Regions from separate parts of the Zea mays genome. Here all the other regions are linked to region 5. Evidence: chromatin contacts called from public Hi-C data. All regions are on one chromosome and are shown on one strand. Each heading gives the region's core, a stretch centred on a gene start, on an enhancer-like site or on the middle of the called end of the contact. The rest is flanking DNA. Distances are from core to core; before and after follow the strand shown.

Region 1 (3,384 bases), core at 46-2,545, 260 kb after region 5:
TGGCGCTCGCAGTACTTGGAGTCCGGGGCGGCCTCCTTGGAGCACCGCCACTTCTTGCCGTCCGTTCGCCGGCACCGGCCGGGCTCCGGATCCAGTTTCCTCCCCAGGTACGGTCCGTACCCGACTGCACAGATCACGCCGAGAAAATCAGACGCTGTATTTAAGCATCACTTGTGCGTTTGCTTTTATCATCGTGCATCTGCATGTACGCAGCAACTACGCGTGCATCTGGATCTGCAGTGTCCAAATGGATTGCCATTTGGTAGTACAGGACAGTACCGATGCAGGCGCAGTCGGACGAAATGGCGAGCAGCTAGCGGAGAGCTGCTGCAGATTGCATTCAATGAATTTGCTTGCTGCCGAGGGGGCGACCTCTCACAGTTACGTAGTATTGATCATCCAGAAGCCAGAAGGAGAGGAAATAAATGGCAAAAGAAAAGTATTCGTACTATTGAGCCACAACGATGCGTGCTACTGATTCTAACCTCTATTCCAACAACTACTAAGCTCGGTATCAAATCAAAACAGCACGAAATGACGAGCTACCTAGCTAGCTCTGCCTCATCATTTGATGAATCAGCTCGGATTAAAAAAACAGAAACTTTCCGGGAGCAAATCGGGGGTCTTGTATGAAACACGCGCACGGTTCTTGAATCGCGCACCAGGGATTAACAAATGACTGGAGCAAATTAACTAATGGAGGCAAAGTACGCTTGGCTGGAATAAACAAAGAGTCAGGATCCCGGGGAGGGAGCAAGCAGCCAAGCACCCCGGACGCAGTACAGGAAGGAGATGGAGTCTGGCAGGGCGCCGAGAGGAGAGGGAGGGAAATGCCGTACGTACGTGTGGGTTGGCCGTAGAAGCGGGTTGCGAGGGAGTCGAGGCCGCGGCGGATTGGAACCACGAGATCCGGCGGAACGGGCACGCCCGCCACCAGGTACTTGTATATGAGCGCCTGCTGCTCCAGCTCCTGGTACTGCGCCGGCGTGAACGGCACCACCGGCCTCGCGGCCGGCCACCTCGCGCTCGCCTGGGCGTCCTCCTCGCCCAGCCCGCCGCCCCTGCACCAGCACACATACCACCACGTCGTCACAACACAACCGCGAACCAGACGGGCATCAATGGGAGACGACACTACACGAGCCAAGAAGCGATGAGCGACGGTGGTGGATACTTACGCGGAGAGCGGAGTGGAGCGGCAGAAGGGGACGAGGGACGCCGTGGCTGTGGAGGAGCGGTGGTCGGCGGCGCCTGCCGGGGAAAGAGAGGCATACGGCATCGCCATCTCAACCTGTCTCTCTCGCGCGCTGCTTGCTCCCCGCGGCCGGTCGCGCTCGCGCCCCCTCTTTAATGAGCCCCCTCCCTCCGCAGGCGCAGGCTGGGCTCGTGATGTGCTTTGCTTCGCTCCCTTCCCTCGCTCGCGCGCGGCTGCCTTTATTGCCCGCTTTGTCTCTCTCTGCGTCGCTGTCTGCCTCGCGCTGGAACGTCAGGCACTCATCAGGCGTGTCGTCGTCTCCCGGAGAGGCGGCGAGCAAGACTAAGCTACTACCTAGGGAGGCATTTGGATCAAGCCGGCTGGTTTTAGATGTCAAACAGAATGTTAAGCGTAATCTGGTGTGTGTGGTCGTCTGGACAAGGCTGGCCAAATGACACGAGGAGGGCACTACTACTACGTACTACTACGAGCCTGGCCTCTGGCTTTAGCTCTACTGCTCCGACCCCGTCCCCGGCTGACCTAGCTAGATGACAAGCGAGGCCTGCCTCCCCCTCTGTCCGGTTGTCCCTCTGGCGTTGTGGTAGTCCGTAGCACGGTAGCAGGCTTCTGTGTATTGCTCTCTCTCCCTCCTCGTCCTCACGTACTAGTACAGCTTTCTTCTGTTTCCTATGCTGCTTTGTTTGTTTCCGACTCGGATATTTTTTGCGCGAGCGGAGTGGATATGGATGCAGGCACTGTAGCAAGGGTGGTGACAAGCATCGTGTTGGAGGAGTGACTGCGGATTTGGGCTGTGTCTGCGTCGCGGTTCCCAAGGCCGGCACTTAAAGGCCACAGGACACTGGAGGGTGCGGCATGAAGCGGAACGCCGTTGCCGTCTGCACTTCCGCTCTTCCGTCATGGCCTCATGGCTCGTTGGATGCTCTGATCAAGGGCTTTACGATTCTATCTAAAAACCGATTTATAATAAAAATTAGGTATACATGTTTAGAATTGGGTTTTTATAAATAAGTTTCTAGCTTTTTTTCACACCCAAAGACAAGTCTATCATTGCTTTAATTTCATTTCTCTTTGATGTCAATTTTAAATATACCTTGAACTCGTATTCTTGAATTCAAAATTATTAAATTAAATATTAATTAAACATTTGAACAGGGCAGAGTGGGCATGGAGAGAATCAAGTGCATAGGCCATTAGGCCTCAGAGCGGTGATAATCGTCGTAGTTTCTATCCAAACCAACTAAGAATAGTACGGAAATATGCTAGAAATTCAGTTTCTAGAAACCAAAGCATAAACTGCCATATTTAGAACCACATCGTTTTCTTAAAAGCTCAGTGCTTTTAACTATGCCCTTAATTAAAACCCAAACATATATGTACAACTCGATTGGTCATATATCTCATCTAGTTATTATCATGAAATAGCCATAGTAAAGATGTAGATCACAAAGACCGTATGCAAAGTAAGCTTTAAAAATACTTACAAAGTTAGGCTATCCGCACTCATACTACTCTAAATTCATACTCTAAAAGGAATATCTTGTCCTGGTCAGCAAAACTATCTACCCTATACTACAATCCTCTACAGTCATGTTTACTCTATATATCAACTCTATACTAACTACTATATATTTTATCATTTCTTTCTAACTCTGCAACAGTTGAACTCCGCAGCCGACAGTCTAACTGATCAGGCTATCCGTATTCTGCAACAGTTTTCCAGTCGGAGTTACACTACTCTGGAAGTAGCGTTTCCGATTTCCTCATAGAGTTTACAGTAGATCAGACAGTTGACCGCTGCAGCAGTCTTCAACTGTATATTCAACTCTATATGTATAGCGTACCGAAAGTCTTACAACATCTCAAGTGCAGTCAAAACATCCAACGTATAATATGAGTTGGTTGTATTTTTAGCTCCATATCAGATACATTGGGGCTGCTTGGTTCTTTTGTTGGTCCAAGGTAGCCACGATAAAGCAAGGCTAGGCAAGAATGATGCGTGGAGTTTGGTTCCTTGCTAGTACATGTCCTTTCTTCCCATCGAAACTTAGGCTTCCGTTGAAACACTAGAATTTCACAAGAATGATATATATAGGAACCTCACAAGAATTAGTTAAAAACACAGGAAAAATGCATTATTCGAAAAATTATCCTTTGATCCAAAGTAGGCT
Region 2 (3,315 bases), core at 132-2,631, 340 kb after region 5:
GTTCTAGTTGCCGTGCCAACAGGTCAGATTCGATTGCATCAACAGTCTTGCACTATAGCATACCTACCCAACATGGATGGTGAAGACTAGTTTGTTCGAAGCTCAATTTTCTTGCGTGGCGGTTAAAAAGCAGTGGCGAAGGACAAAAAAAAATAAATGAGGTATGGCAACATACCTGGTTTCTGGTAGAATAAAAAGAAAAAAATGGTGCAAACTGCAGGAATGTACCTGGTAGCTAGGAGAAGAAAGAAAAACGGACCAACAGAAGGGATTATATATCGACCAAAGCACAACCACTACTCCACATATGCTTTAGTACTCAAGTGAGATATAAAATTTGAGGTATGGCAGCTGCTATATTGCGCCATAATGGGTACTCCGTCACTGTTAAAAAGTGATGGGAGTCTCATATATCGTATATGCACAGTGCACCTATATGATGCATAGATATTATTAGATTATATTATAATATATAAACTTATAGTTAATGACATAAATATTGGTATTTATTATAAAAATGTTAAACTCAAAGGCTAGTTTGGTGGGGCTTTAGACCATCCTAAAATGCCTCCGTATCTCTAGTTTTGGGCTTTTGGCTCCTCTTGTGAAGCTAAAGACGTTTGGCAAAAATAAATCTAGTGACAATTTATTACTCCGTCCATACCAAATTAATATTCGTTGTATGAATCTGGGCAAATGTAGAAAACAAATTCATTAATTATTGTATAAATCTATTAAAAATGAAATTGGATTTTAATTTACAACAGATAGAGTATAATTCTACAACTTTAAAGCACTTACATCATGGGAAACCGAACGAGCTATAAAAAAGGATCAGCCTTCTTTTCAACTCATATTTTCCTTGGCCTTTTGACTAAGTTAAAATGTAACATTTGCTCTTGTCGGTTTAATATATGAAATATAAACCATATGTTCAGTTTCATATTAAATTTATTTTTTATATGTATCAAATATAATTGTGTGCCGTCGTAACATGGATATTGTACTATCTAGTTACGTTAAATCTGTAAGGAAGATCAGAAAACACTGCGTTTTCTCAACTCTGGTTTCGGAGCCCTCTTTGCAAGCGTTGTTTTTAAATGGCCATTTGGCATAGCTCTATATTAAGAATCATAAAAAAGTCCAAATCGGAGCTACACCAAAAGGAGACCCTTGAATAGTTTGATTAAAAACTAGTATTGTACAATTTTTCATAACGGAGATAGCACGAAACTAGGATTTTTCATTTCACATTTTCAGCAAATTCACACGGCCACGTGGGGCATGGATATTCAAGGGACAAGGGGCACCACGTTGTCCATTTCCCTGCCGGCACCTCTACTTTATCACTAGGCTACGAAACAGTGCCGCGGTGCGCGCACACACAGCCACCACAGCCCAGACCCCTCGCCTCGGCCTCTTTTAAATATCGCGCATCCCGGCGCCGCAAATGGCTCACGCGGCGCTGCTCCATTGCTCCCAGTCCTCCAGGAGCCTCGCAGCCTGCCGCCGCGGCAGCCACTACCGCGCCCCTTCGCACGTCCCGCGCCACTCCCGCCGTCTCCGACGCGCCGTCGTCAGCCTGCGTCCGATGGCCTCGTCGACGGCTCAGGCCCCCGCGACGGCGCCGCCGGGTCTGAAGGAGGGCATCGCGGGGCTGTACGACGAGTCGTCGGGGCTGTGGGAGAACATCTGGGGCGACCACATGCACCACGGCTTCTACGACTCGAGCGAGGCCGCCTCCATGGCCGATCACCGCCGCGCCCAGATCCGCATGATCGAGGAGGCGCTCGCCTTCGCCGGTGTCCCAGCCTCAGGTGCGTCTACGCCCGTATCCTGGTCGTACATAGTGATGAGAATTGGGCTCAGGCTCGCCCGAGTCCATAGTGGTTTGAGCTAAATGGGCTTGGCCCAGAAGCACTAAAACTTTTTTTTTTGGATCGTGTCATGACTCATGACAGCTCAAAGAGCAGAAGAGTAGAAACAGTGACTTATTCTGGACCTAAAATATGCTGTGACTTTGTTGAGCTGTACCGACCCAAACCCGATTCATATATTTAAACTATATAAAATTTAAATACTACAACCACACGAAGTACATAGCTTACTAAACTAAAGACAATAAACAACGTAAGCACCAAACATGAAGTTTAAATATTACAACCATATAAACTTTATAACTTACTAAATTAAAGAAATTATAAGCAATATGACCTTTATTAGGCCATGTCGGTCCAAGCTTGACCCATACGTGCGGGCTATGTTGGGATCTGATGGACTGGAATTTGAGGCTCAGTCATACACATATTATTTTGTGCTGGATCGTAATTTGAACTCCTGTTTTTTATGGTGCTCGTCATGATTAAAAAACCTCGACCCGTATTAGGAGTACTAGTCGCACATTTGGGTGATTGTGTCCACCGGCACCGCCCAGGTTATCGCTACCCGATTGGTTGAAAGCGGCCGGCCAATCCGGGTCCCGGCTCGCAAAGCTAGGAAACGGCCCTGTCTTTTGTCCAAGAGAAAATTCCTGGTATGCCATCAGATTTTATACTCATCCCTTGTGTGCCACTGAGTGGCATATAGGTATATTTTTTGGTGTCTATGACATGTGGGGCCAGTGGCATACAAGGAATGAGTATATTTTCCAGTGGCATACAGGGAATTGGCCCTTTGTCCAAAGACTCACGGAGTCACGGGGCACGGTACGGCACGGCACTACGCTATTTCTATTTATTCCACCTGCTTTCCTGGCTTCCTGCCCCTTTCATCCTTTGTCCTGTTTGTCCGGTACTGTACTCCGGTTGTTAAGGTTTCTCGCTCAGAGATAGTATGTATGTACGCATGTGTGTCTTACTGTCTTTACTCTCTCTCTCTCTAAGGGGGTGTTTGGTTACCCCAAACTAAAATTTAGCCCCTGTCATATTGAATGTTTGAACCTCCGTTCCGGGTATTAAATGTAGTCGGATTATAAAACTAATTTGTCAGCCGAAGATTAAAAGACGAGACGAATCTAGTCCAGTTGGTTGGGTCTATATTTCATACTCCTATTTAAAAGTCAAACGCTTGATGTGACCCGGGCTAAACTTTAGCAGGGCAACCAAACACCCCTTAAGTCGGCAACCACAATTTCTATCCTGATGTAGACGCACTGTACTGCATACTTCGTATTTTACTAGGTTTCCTGTTTTTTTTTATTTGCGTGCAGATGATCCAGAGAAGACACCAAAAACAATAGTCGATGTCGGATGTGGCATTGGTGGTAGCTCAAGGTACTTGGCGAAGAAATACGGAGCGCAGTGCACTGGGATCACG
Region 3 (3,774 bases), core at 1,229-3,728, 280 kb before region 5:
TGTGGTTTGCCTCTCTGACATTCAACAGTTTTCCCCTGAGAGGAAATACGCCATAGTAATCTCTCCCTACGACAGCTATGCCAGACATCTGCAGGGGCGGATCTCAGCATTTCAATTTAAAAGTTGAAGTACACAATGTTACATAAAATAAAAAAGTATAAATTACTCACAGCAAGTGCTTTTGCGGAGTCGCCTTCAGTCAGGATCAAAGTGCACTTGTCAGAGTCCTTCCCACCAGCTTCATTTGCATCCTCAAGCTTAGGGATGCCAGAAATTCTTGACTTTTTGCTTCCATCAGTCTTCTTTAATTCTTTGCTAAGTTTGAAATCAGCCCAAGAGAGGACATTCTCAATTACACCAGATTTCTCAACTGCAATCATACAAATTACAAAGATAGCATTACCATTAGCTGAGCAGTACAAATCTGATGCAAGCAACTATACTGTTCTGTGTCACATACCTTTCTTGAGGAAATCACTAGAAAGCTCACACTTTGACCCAAAGCTTCCCTGACGAGTGGTCAAGGTCTCCTTGGTTTGTGAATCAAAAGCCGGATTGTCAATGAGCGCATTAACAAAGACCCATAGATGGCTCTTCACGTTGTGCAGCTTCATGTTTGCATTCTTGTTTTTCTTATTCACAATGGCCACCACATGGTTGGCAATTTGGTTGGTAACATAATCAACATGACTTCCACCTCGTATGGTTGCAATTCTGTTGACAAAGCTGACCTGCAGTGGCATAGCAGATTAGGATGCAAGTGTAACCACAACTTAAGAAGCTGCTCTAGCATAACACATAACCCATTATTACCTGCTGAAATTGCCCTTCACTTTGACTAACACACACTTCCCACCGATCATTTACTTGCTCATAAATCCTGAAAGAATAAACCCAGTGTGAATGATCAGATACAAGTACAACCCACATTTTTTTGTGTGCCCACTACCAAAAGTTTTTGTCTGTAGAAAATTAATACAAACCTTTTGAAATTATCAGGTCTGTCGCAGTTAGCACTCTTCATATACAGGTCGACATAGTCACAGAAGCTCTTTATGGGCACCCTCTGGCCATCCAACTCGACCTTCACCGTTTTGCCGAGAGTGCCTGCCATATCAACAACTCTCTTCCTCATGAGGGCTACAACATCATCTTCGAGATGGGTCATGTTGAACTTGGCAAGATCAGGCTTGAAAGTGACCCTGGTCCAGTTCTCGCCCTGCTTGCACTTGGTAATCTGGGGCTCTGACTTCTTCCCCATGTTCTCATAGAAAACCTGGATTTGAATTCAAGAAGAAACTTCACACTCTGTATCTTGACATCTAGAATGGTTATCCCCTAACATGTGCAGATCAATTCATATTGACCATGCCATCTGGACCCTATAAATGTTGCTTTAAACTAGTGACCAATTGAGCCATAACCTTACTCACCAATGCTACAACAATTTAAGATGAAATTCCGTAAAAAAAATAGCGCGTATCACAAAAACAATTAGAGATCAGTATTAAATTGAAAAGGAATCTTAAGTGTTCTTAGGACAAAATCTATGAATCGATTCACTCCTAAACAACAAAGAGCAGATATACTGAACTGCTGAAAAAATGTGCACGCCTAGTAGAATTATTAAATCCCAACCTACACTCGAATGCTTTATCCACCAGATTCGAAACTGACAACACAAGGCACTTAGTTCTAATAATCATTTGTCTGGTCAACAGGACTATGGAACCCAAAGCAAAACATTCTAGTTGCGAATTTGTTCTGACAGATCTACCCCATTTCAATACACATCCACACAGGAAATATAACAAACCAAAAGGGTAAAACGCCCATTTGAAGAGCGCCCAAGAGACAGCCAAAACTTGTCACCTGCTTGTACTTCTTCTGGCGACGCCCATCGGCGGTCTCGATGACGAACTCAGTGGAGAAGATGTTAGTGAGTTTGGCGCCGTATCCGTTCCTCCCGCCGGTGGTCTTCTTCTCGTTGTCGTTGTAGTTGCTACTGGTGAGGAGGTGGCCCAATATCATCTCTGGCACGTAGACGCCCTCCTCCTGGTGGACCTCGACGGGGATCCCGTCGCCGTTGTTGTATACGGAGATGCAGCAGCTGTCGACGTCAATCTCGACGCGGAGCGCGTCCATCTTGGGATCCCGCTGCTTGTTGTCGGCGGCGTTGACGAGGATCTCGTCGAAGATCTTGTAGAGTCCAGGGACGTAGGTGACCGAGCGGTTCACCATGGCACCGTCCTCGTATATCCAAAGCGCCTGGGTGTGCTTCTCCACGGAGCCGATGTAGGTGTCAGGGCGCAGCAGGATGTGCTCCAGCTGCGTTTTCTTCTGGTACATCTCCTCGATGGTCTTGGCCCCGCCGCCTGCGGCGGCGTTGTGGCCGGAGCTGGAGTGCAGGGGGGCCGCCATGGCGGCGACGCGTTGCACACGGAGGTCGTGTGCCTGCACTAGGGTTTCAACTTTCAAGTCGGATGCGTGCGGAGTTGGGGGATGGGGTTGGGGGGTTTATCGAGAGCTATTTTGCTATTTTGTCAGCCTTAGTTGTGAGCTTATTTAGTTTACTATCACACTCATAAATCATAAATACATATGGTCTCACACGTGATGAATACTAGATAACATAATAGAATAGAGTCTAAACTAGGAGTGACAAAATAGCAATTTTTCGTTTACCTAAGCCCAAGGGCTCTGTGCTGCCAACGGTCCTAGAATTCGAAATTTGAATTTGGGGTGCGGGAGTCACGCGGCGGGCTGGGGAACGGACGGTGGAGATTGAACAGCGGATATCCACTATCCACAGTCCAGTCTTCTGTCTGACCCTGACGCTCCAGGCTCCAGCGACAGCGAGCCGTGGACAGAGAATTTTTTTACTAAGCTGCGGGACAGACCATCCATAACCGTATCCCTATTCAAAATATACTCTACAAACAATACAATCTACTGTGTAAAAAGTGTTTTTTACTATATAGATGAACTATTGTACATTACACCTATATGGTCACTAAAACACTGTTTTGCATCATTTTATATTGTAGATTACACTGTTTGTAGAGTGTAGTTTGAATATGGGTATGAATATAGGTAAGCTGCTGGAGATGGACAATCACTTCTACACCCATAACATCCTCTAAATTCATCGAACGAATTACACCTACACACACTCAACTAACGATTCAAATCGCTAGATAATTTTCTTCTCTTTTACTCACTTAAATCAAATGATCAATGTTATTTGGATCATCATTTCTTCCTCGTCACACACACGCACAGTAATCCTTGCCTTCCCCTCCCTTCTCCCCTCACTCGCGTCGCCATCGCCTGCCCCTTCCCTTCCTCTCCCCGGGGCCGTTTAACGAGCTGTTTAGTTCCACTCAACTGAAGTTTAGTCCCTGTCATATCAAATGTTTGATTAAGAGAAATAAAGGGCATAGATTATACCAAAATTTGATTTCTAAATCACCCATTCCTTTCATGCCCAACCTACTCCATGACACTTGTGGATCCTAACAATTCTACGGTGACGACTATTAGTACTCCTTAGGATTGCACCAGGGAATTCTCCGTTGAAAAATGGCTCACCATCCTTGTCCCCGTAGGTAGGGCTCGGAAAAAAACATGTAACTTGATACTCGAACTTGAAATATCCAAACCTCAAATTTTATTCAGAAATTTTGAATGACAACCGCTATAATACTCATTATTATCATATTACTGAACTTAAACAAGATTAATATCAAAATAAGGGGAGCATTAGGAGGTTTC
Region 4 (3,752 bases), core at 830-3,329, 410 kb after region 5:
TGCCAACATCCTGCTCAGAGGCTATCTTTTGGCAGAGAACTATCAGAAAGCTGAGAGCATTTATGAGTTAATGTGTAAAAAAAAGTACGATATACCAGTGGAATCTTTGGAGAAACTTCAGAGTGGCCTCCTCAGTAGTAAGAAAGTTGTCAAGCCACCAAAACCTGTGAGCATGAAGTTGGATGAAGAGCAGCGTGAGATTCTGATTGGCTTGCTCCTTGGAGGCACTCAGATAGAATCTCATGCACAGAAAGGGGTCTACATCGTCAATTTTAAGTTCCAGGAAGATTCTCATGCTCACTCAGCTCTAAGGGTGCATATTCACGAACGTTTCTTCGAATGGCTGCCTTCAGCATGCAGATCACTGAATAGGGAGAGCGAGATCCCTTATCGATTTTCAACCATACCTCATGCACATTTCGGTTTCTTTGCAGATCAGTTCTTTCAGAAAGGCCAGCCTGTTCTCCCAAAACTTGTCCACAGGTGGCTTTCCCCACGGGTTCTGGCATATTGGTTCATGTCTGGGGGCGTCAGACTGCAATCGGGTGATATTGTTCTTAAGGTCAGTGGCGGGGACACTGGTGGTGTTGAGAGAATTGTGAAGTCCTTGCAAGCACAACAATCTTTAGCATGTAAAGTGAAGAGGAAAGGGAGATTCTTTTGGATAGGTTTCCAGGGATGTAATGCCGACTCTTTCTGGAAAATAGTCGAAACTTATGTACTGGACAGTTTTGCTAGTTCCACCGAGGAAAGCCACAATGTAGGTTCTGATGGCTTGCAAGACTATACATATTATGAGAGTGATACGCAGAGGCATGGTAGAGAAAGTGAGGAGTGAGGATAGACTTTGTTCACAAGTTGTCTACATTACTTTCCTACTAACACCTGTCGCCCAGATTGATCTATCACCTTTCCAGCTGATCGTCTGTGGTTGCAGTATTGTACTATAGACAGTCGTGAGCAGAGAGAGATATGAGTAGCTTGGTGGATTCCCTTGTTATTGTACCTGGATTTGCACAGATGTTCAGTTTTTGCTGCCCATTAGTTTGTTGGGTTCCATGATTTCCAGCTGAAGATGCGTCATCTCCAGAAGAGTCAGTTACGATTACGACAGCGTATTCTAGTATGCCACTTTGCAACCTAGAACTTAACAATTGACCTGCAGTCAGCTAACATTATTTCCATGTAAAGAAGTATATGAACGAAGCAATCCTAGTCAACTACAATCTATCCTGATTTTCTATCCTAATCTCTCGCCGGATCTGCGATGGACTAGAGGTCTCCCTGCAGGAGCCTGGTGAGCAAGGTAGTGAGAAGCGCGTCCCTTCTCTCCGCCCTGTCCTCCTCCCTCATCCTCCTCTGCTCCTCGCGCTCCGCCCACGCCTGCTCCAGCATCAGCCTCTCCTGCTCTATCCTCTGCATCGACTGCCGCCATTGGTCTTCGAAGAACAGCCGCTCCCGCGCCCTCCTCTCCATCGTCTCCTGGCGCTGCGCGTCCAAGCGCAGCTGCTGCTCGAAGAAATCGCGCAGCAGGCCACGAACGGCGGACGTCGACGTCTGCGCGTCCTTCGTGTTCCTGCTTCGTCGGGGCGGCTCGTCGTCGTCGCCGCCGCCGCCGTCGTCAGGTTCCTCGCGTCCCGACGGACCGGCCGGCCTTTTCAGCTTCTTTCTACCGGGAGCCTGGACCGCTTCGGACCCTTGGAGCTGCTGCTGGCTCTGCATGTCTCTGCTGCGACTCCTCCTCTGAGGAAGGGAAGTGAAACGGCTGCCGTCTGTTCCAGATGTTGCGCGAATCCCTGGTGAAAATGACGGTCTTTAGTGACAGGCTTAGAGAGACAAACATGGGCGCACCGATCCTGTTGCGATTCTCGGCAACCAAGTGAATGCGCAGGAAGAGCATGGAACGAGACTGACCTTGTTGTGGCGTCCGATGAGGCTCTTCGTCCTCGCTAGCGCTCCTTGAGTACTCGGGGTCGGGGATGCAGCGCTGCTGATCTGGCTGCTGCTGCGCGTGCCCCCGAGCTGCGATGAGCACTCGCTCGGTCTCCTGGTCCTGGCTCCCCGCGCGCCGTCAGATTTTGCAGTCCCACGAGCGGCGCGAGTACATAAAGGAAACGCGTACGTGCTGCCGGTGCTGGTGAATGTGGAAGGCGAGATCGCGTGGGGGGCGTCTGGCACGACCCGGGCCGGGAGACGGGATTAGACAGACAGCGGCCTGCATGCAGCAGCAGCGCCCGTCGTTTTTTTCTCTCTCCCCCGTCTCGTGTTTTTCATCGCCTTTCTGACACTTCCCGACCGCCTCGACGCTCCAAATTCACCGTTTCACACGTCCCCAGCAATGTGAATGGCTTTGCTGCTGTCCACACGGGCAGGGGCAGTGCAGCTCGCCACGTCATCCTGGATCCCCGTGGTCGCCCCCGACATGTTGATCCGTACTGCGACCGTATGGAGGAATGCCGCCGATGGGAGATCTCGCGACGCGCAGTTCTTGTTTGTTTGTTTGTTTCCAGGCCGGTCTGCAGCGGCTAGCGACATTATATTGACCCGTGACCTCTTCTCGTTCAGCACGGCTCGGAGCATGGCGGCCGTCAACGCAATCCGCCGCGCGCCTTCGCACGACAGCGATGACGTGCACGCACCAGCAGCAGCGCGATCGCTGTCAGCTGGAACGCGCCGCCCGGCCCGGTCGTTGTTGAGCATTTTTTACCCTTTCCAGTGGAGGAGGAGCGGGCGTCACACTGATGAGGCCATTTTTTTGATGTGCAGGTGACGGTGTCACGGTACAGCTAGCTAGTCACATGCGTGTTGGCAGCGGCTGCGGCAGTACGACAGATCGAGCAGCCGAATCCTGCAAGGGTGCCGTGCAGTGCAGAGGCATCCGGCGCTTTTCTGCAGATTCGCGCAGCGCCCTGCGGCCCTGCCCCCGTCACCCGGTCAGGCGTTAGTGCCACTACTCCAATGTCCAATCCGATAGGCTTTTGGAGCATCTTCACTGGTTCCAAAAAAAAAACAAATCTTTCTAAAATCAATTTAGAGTGCTGTAATTATCAGCTATGCTCAAACAGTTCTTTAGATGAGGTCCTCAAAGGTACAAACTTTCTAAATATCTCTTTTAGTCCGAGACTTGGAAGTTGTTTGTTCGCCATCGAATTCGTGTTCTTACACAAGTGATGCACTTTGAATGATATGATCTGCAGAAAAGATGAATTCATCATTTTCGTCTGACAAGTCTGAAGATGACCCATCTAAAATTTTAGAGGAAAGTGAACGACAACGATTCATACCGAATGAAAATAGTAAAGAGAAGAACAATGATTATTAAGCTTTATCATACAGATGAAATCAAATCTAAAGCTACACGCAATAACTAGAAATAACTAGAAAAGTTAAGTTGACATAATTTAAAAATATTTAACAACCTAAGAATCGGGAACCGTTCGATGCTAAGATTGTTTTTGTTCCAATATTTATTTAGAAACTTGTTAAATCTGAGTATGAGGAGTTCTTTTTTAGAGAACTAATAACTAAAGAGCAACTTCAATAGTTCTCTAAATAACTCTCTAAATCTTAAATTTAAGAAGTGAACAGAAAAATGCTTCTCCAATGGTTCTCTAAATAGACTTGCTAAATTTACTTAGTTGCTATTCAACTCTATTTACTCTCCACATTTAGCAACTCGGTAGGAACTCCCTAAATACAGTTGACGTCAATTTCTTCACACTAGCGTGATTATTTTTACCTTTCCCATACAA
Region 5 (3,778 bases), core at 405-2,904:
CAAAGCAGAAGGATAGACGGATTGATTGATGTTGCATGCGGATGCGGTACGTGACAGTAGTATCGCAGCAAAGCTGGCTGCTGCACCTGCACGCCTGCGCCGGTAGAGAGGTTCTCGAGCTGCTAGAGCGAGTGAGCAGTTTATGTACGTAGAGCGTTCTGCTTAGATCTCTTTCGATGCGTATTGATTGACTCCGATCTTGAACCAGAGTCCAGGGCGAGTGAAGTGCAAGAGTAAATAAGAACATAGATGCCGGAGGCCGGAGAACATGTGAGGAAACAGTGAACAACAGCAACAAATGGCTGTCAGCAGCACCTAGCTAGCAGTTGACAAACACTTGGAGCCAACTACGGTAGTACGTGGGTCCTTGCGCTTTGAAAGCCCCTTTGTTTTGTTTCCATTGAGAAGAAGGGGCTCAAGGAGAGCAGAAGCAACAAGGATGCACATACTGCCCGGATAAATAGGCGCTTTTAGGCAGGCGCGGGCAGGGGCCACAGCAATTTTCATTTATTTATTTTTTGTTCGGTGACTGGGAGACTGTTGGCAAACACCAGCTCTCTGTATCAGCCGGGACAAACCTCCCCAATAAACATGCTACCCAGAGATTAGCAACCAATAATGGCAGTGGTTGATGCCAAAGCTAGGCACAGTTAACTTACCGGTTAGCAAACGCACACCAGATGTTCCCTCCCCGTCTCCACGCGAACTGGCCTGCCACGCCCACGACGACAATGCTCAGCAACAGCGGAATCTGCTTACTGCTGCCTGCCTCTGACGATGATATGAGCTCAAGTGATGAACACCTGCAAAAGAGAGAGAGGCCGATCATATGAGCAAGCCGGCGAACACATGTGAGGCGCGCCAGATTAACAAGCAATCCTGTGTCGATAAAAAGGAGCAAGCGAGTACTCATTGCCGGGCAAGGGTGTCCACGCCAGATCAAAAGGCGACAGCAGGAAACAATGGTGATTGCCCCGCGGCCCCCCCGGATGGACCCAAGAAAGAAAGGGTCGGAGATCTTGATGATCAGCATCATGTCACAGCCAACGGAGCAGCACAGAGATAAAGGCACACATACACAAAAAGAAACAATGTATCGAGAAACGAGTAGAGAGAAGCAGAGCAAACGAGGCCCCAATGCTAGTATGCTCTAAGAGCAAGATCTTGCCATGAGAACAAGAAGTCGCGAAGTCCCCCCCCCATTACCTTCCCTGGCCTTCTTCTCCCGGGTTGGCTCCCTGCCTGCCTGCCGCCGCCGCCTCCCGGGTCAGATATCTGGAGCAGGCGCGAGCTGAATGGAGGAAAACAGCGGCAGGCGGCGGTGGAGCAGCAAGATCCCGCTGGCTGGGGCGACGACAACGGCACCGAGTGGGCAGAGCAGCCTGCCGCCGCCTTTTGGATGGTAGCGGGCGGTCCGCGGTCGAGGCCAAACAGACGGCAACAGCACGGGGGAGGAGATTTCTTCCCCTTGTTCTTTTTTTTTTGTTGCTCCGAGATCAACAGCGGCGCAGGGGAGGGAGAGGTGGATGGAGTGGAGGAGGGTGGAGTGGAGGGTGAGGGAGGCAGGTGCGGGAACTGGGCCCCGGATTCGCTCCCCGCCGTCTGATCCGCGCCCCCGAAATCGAGCGAGACCACGCGCGGACCGAGCCTGTCCCCGTGTATTTATACATGGCGCTGCAGGGTGGAGCGGGCCCCACGCGATCGGGGCCGTCCGTATCGCCCGCCGGGGGACCGCCAGCCGGCACTGGATTGGAGCAGTCCGGACTGCGGAGCGAGCGATGCTTCTTCCTGCTTGCGTGGCGGCGTAGGCCACACACACCGCGGGCGGGTCGCCCGCCTGGCCGAGCCGAGGGTTCACGGGACGGGTTGCATGCTTTGCAGCTGCGAGCTATCCTGCGAGGTGGTGTCATGGTGTGTGGTAGTGGTAGGGCAGCGGCGGTGATGCATGCGCCGTGTCGTCGCGGGCTCGTCCGGTGCACGGTTTCGATGGCTCGGTTCGGTGCGCCACACGCCCACACTAGGCGCTAGGCCGCATCATCTTGGAGCATCATGAGGGTGCGCGCGGGGCGTTCTCGGCGTTCCATCATGCGAACGCCGTGTGGGGTGTGGATTGGGGTGCCGTGCCGCCCGGAAATGGTAATGCATGCTACGTATGCTGTTACCTACTGTTCCCGTGCCCCTCCGATTTCCAGCATGCACTTAACGACGACTGATGGAATCGATTGGTGGCCCGATCAAAGAAAAAAGAGCTTCGCTAGCACATCCGCTCCACAGCCAGACAGCCTCCGCTGAACTGGCCAGAGGAACAAACAGTTCGCGTGGAAGTATTAGTATTGGGTCGTCAGTCATCCATCAATTGTTTCCATGTACAGCGTACCCGGTGTCAAAGCAGAACAGTTGATGATGTGACAAGTAGTACAGTTGCCATAAACGGAAATTGGAGTTTAGAATAATCCAATGGAAGACTCCACCGTGGGAAGGGCATCTACATGCACGCTTGGTTCCCAATAATGTCGAATACACTCAATATTTAGAATATCTCCATACTGCCTATTTCTCTGTTTCAAACTCCACTCAACAAACAATCTACGCAATACTTTACAGGGTCTGCTGAAAATTGCTTACCACAGTGTACCATCAGACCGTGATTTATAGACATTAAACAGTAAGCCAGACACTTATTGTTTATTCATTCAGACTAAACGTTTACTTAACCAGATAAACAACCATAAAAACATGATAAACCAATTATAAAAAAAAATTGTGTACCATCATATAGCGTTTAAATAAATAGTGTATGAACAGACTAAATGACCGTTTAAGCGAATAATGTTCTCAACCTAGAAACTCGTCTATTTATGTTCACGTCTTTTTAGGTCAAACACTAATGATCTATGGATCCCGCTAGCGGGGATCCAGACCTTAGAGAACCTCTCTACGAGACGGCGGATAAGATGCAAGACAAATAACACTACAGATATTGGTATCTTTTTAGGGCCAACTAGCAATGAACCCTAATGCCTTCACGTGATGTGTAGGTCCTTGAGTTTGGCTCTGCGAGGTACCGAACGGTCCGCGATAGGTCATCGTACCGTCTGCGGTAGGGTGACGAACCATCCGCAATGCGCGCGGATAGCTCCTGGGTGTACGGCTGGTGTTTGGGTTACCCGAATTTTTTGGTTCAGGTAATTAATTTTTTGGGTTTTGAGAAGTCTTATCGAAAATTGCATAAGATATTATAGTACTCAGAAAATTCGGGTACCCCACAATTTAGGTTCGGTTAACGGGTACTCCCGAATCACCCGTATTAAAACACACATGAACTAGCGGTAGCAACCGCATGGAGACTCTCACACAGAGCCTGTACCCAGATGCCAAATATGATATTCAACACATGCTCTCCTGCATTTTGGTAGAGCTTGGCGAACTAAAAGCACCTGGTACTACCAGCCTTTTCGGGAACAATAGATTACACAACATGTCTTGTTCCCAAAATATGAACTCTAGCCTGATGTAATTTATCGGCTCTTGTGATCAAACAATATAACAATTTAATAGAACCATAATACATAGAGGCCATTTAGAATTGTATCCTCGTCGGCCATGGCTACCTATTTCTTATATTTAGCAAGAAACTGATCAATAGTAGGGTCGGCACTGCTGAGCCGACCAGACGTCTTGGACGCGTTTTGCTTCCCAGTACCTATTTGGGGACGTTGTGGTCTAACAGTTTGAGGTTGCTGCCGCTCCTGGTTTAGGGTTTATGATTTAGATTTGG

The links. A called contact is a pair of places that touch in the nucleus more often than the background predicts.
Region 1: a Hi-C map of leaf shows a contact between it and region 5, with 2.4 times the contacts expected there. The contact joins the promoter of GRF1 here to the promoter of LOC109939996 in region 5. A contact is called at or near these places in 14 of 25 Hi-C or Micro-C datasets (bundle sheath, ear, endosperm and 6 more) and 1 of 3 datasets of contacts at active chromatin or transcription factors (leaf).
Region 2: a Hi-C map of ear shows a contact between it and region 5, with 1.9 times the contacts expected there. The contact joins the promoter of LOC732837 here to the promoter of LOC109939996 in region 5. A contact is called at or near these places in 3 of 25 Hi-C or Micro-C datasets (ear, endosperm and leaf).
Region 3: a contact with region 5 is called in a Hi-C map of tassel, with 1.7 times the contacts expected there. The contact joins the promoter of LOC100193866 here to the promoter of LOC109939996 in region 5. A contact is called at or near these places in 2 of 25 Hi-C or Micro-C datasets (leaf and tassel).
Region 4: a Hi-C map of endosperm shows a contact between it and region 5, with 2.3 times the contacts expected there. The contact joins the promoter of LOC100283763 here to the promoter of LOC109939996 in region 5. A contact is called at or near these places in 4 of 25 Hi-C or Micro-C datasets (ear, endosperm, leaf and 1 more).

What each region holds. Positions count from the first base shown.
Region 1 is chr5:208,354,442-208,357,825 of Zm-B73-REFERENCE-NAM-5.0, forward strand. It overlaps GRF1 (growth-regulating factor 1-like), which reads right to left and starts at 1,296. Exons shown (of 5, transcript NM_001112551.1): 1 at 1,179-1,296; 2 at 844-1,061; 3 at 1-124. The coding sequence starts at 1,285.
Region 2 is chr5:208,426,435-208,429,749 of Zm-B73-REFERENCE-NAM-5.0, forward strand. LOC732837 (vitamin E synthesis4) reads left to right here and starts at 1,382. Exons shown (of 6, transcript NM_001112444.1): 1 at 1,382-1,817; 2 at 3,209-3,315. The coding sequence starts at 1,451.
Region 3 is chr5:207,804,393-207,808,166 of Zm-B73-REFERENCE-NAM-5.0, forward strand. LOC100193866 (DNA topoisomerase 2) reads right to left here and starts at 2,479. Exons shown (of 21, transcript NM_001359309.1): 1 at 1,873-2,479; 2 at 984-1,276; 3 at 814-880; 4 at 461-731; 5 at 171-370; 6 at 1-88. The coding sequence starts at 2,421.
Region 4 is chr5:208,494,658-208,498,409 of Zm-B73-REFERENCE-NAM-5.0, forward strand. LOC100283763 (transcription factor GT-3b) reads right to left here and starts at 2,080. Exons shown (of 2, transcript NM_001156662.2): 1 at 1,915-2,080; 2 at 1,148-1,796. The coding sequence starts at 1,722. The coding sequence ends at 1,273. LOC100382871 reads left to right here. Exons shown (of 2, transcript NM_001357055.1): 2 at 1-3,106. The coding sequence ends at 838.
Region 5 is chr5:208,089,653-208,093,430 of Zm-B73-REFERENCE-NAM-5.0, forward strand. LOC109939996 (protein Brevis radix-like 2) reads right to left here and starts at 1,655. Exons shown (of 7, transcript XM_020538657.3): 1 at 1,207-1,655; 2 at 660-803.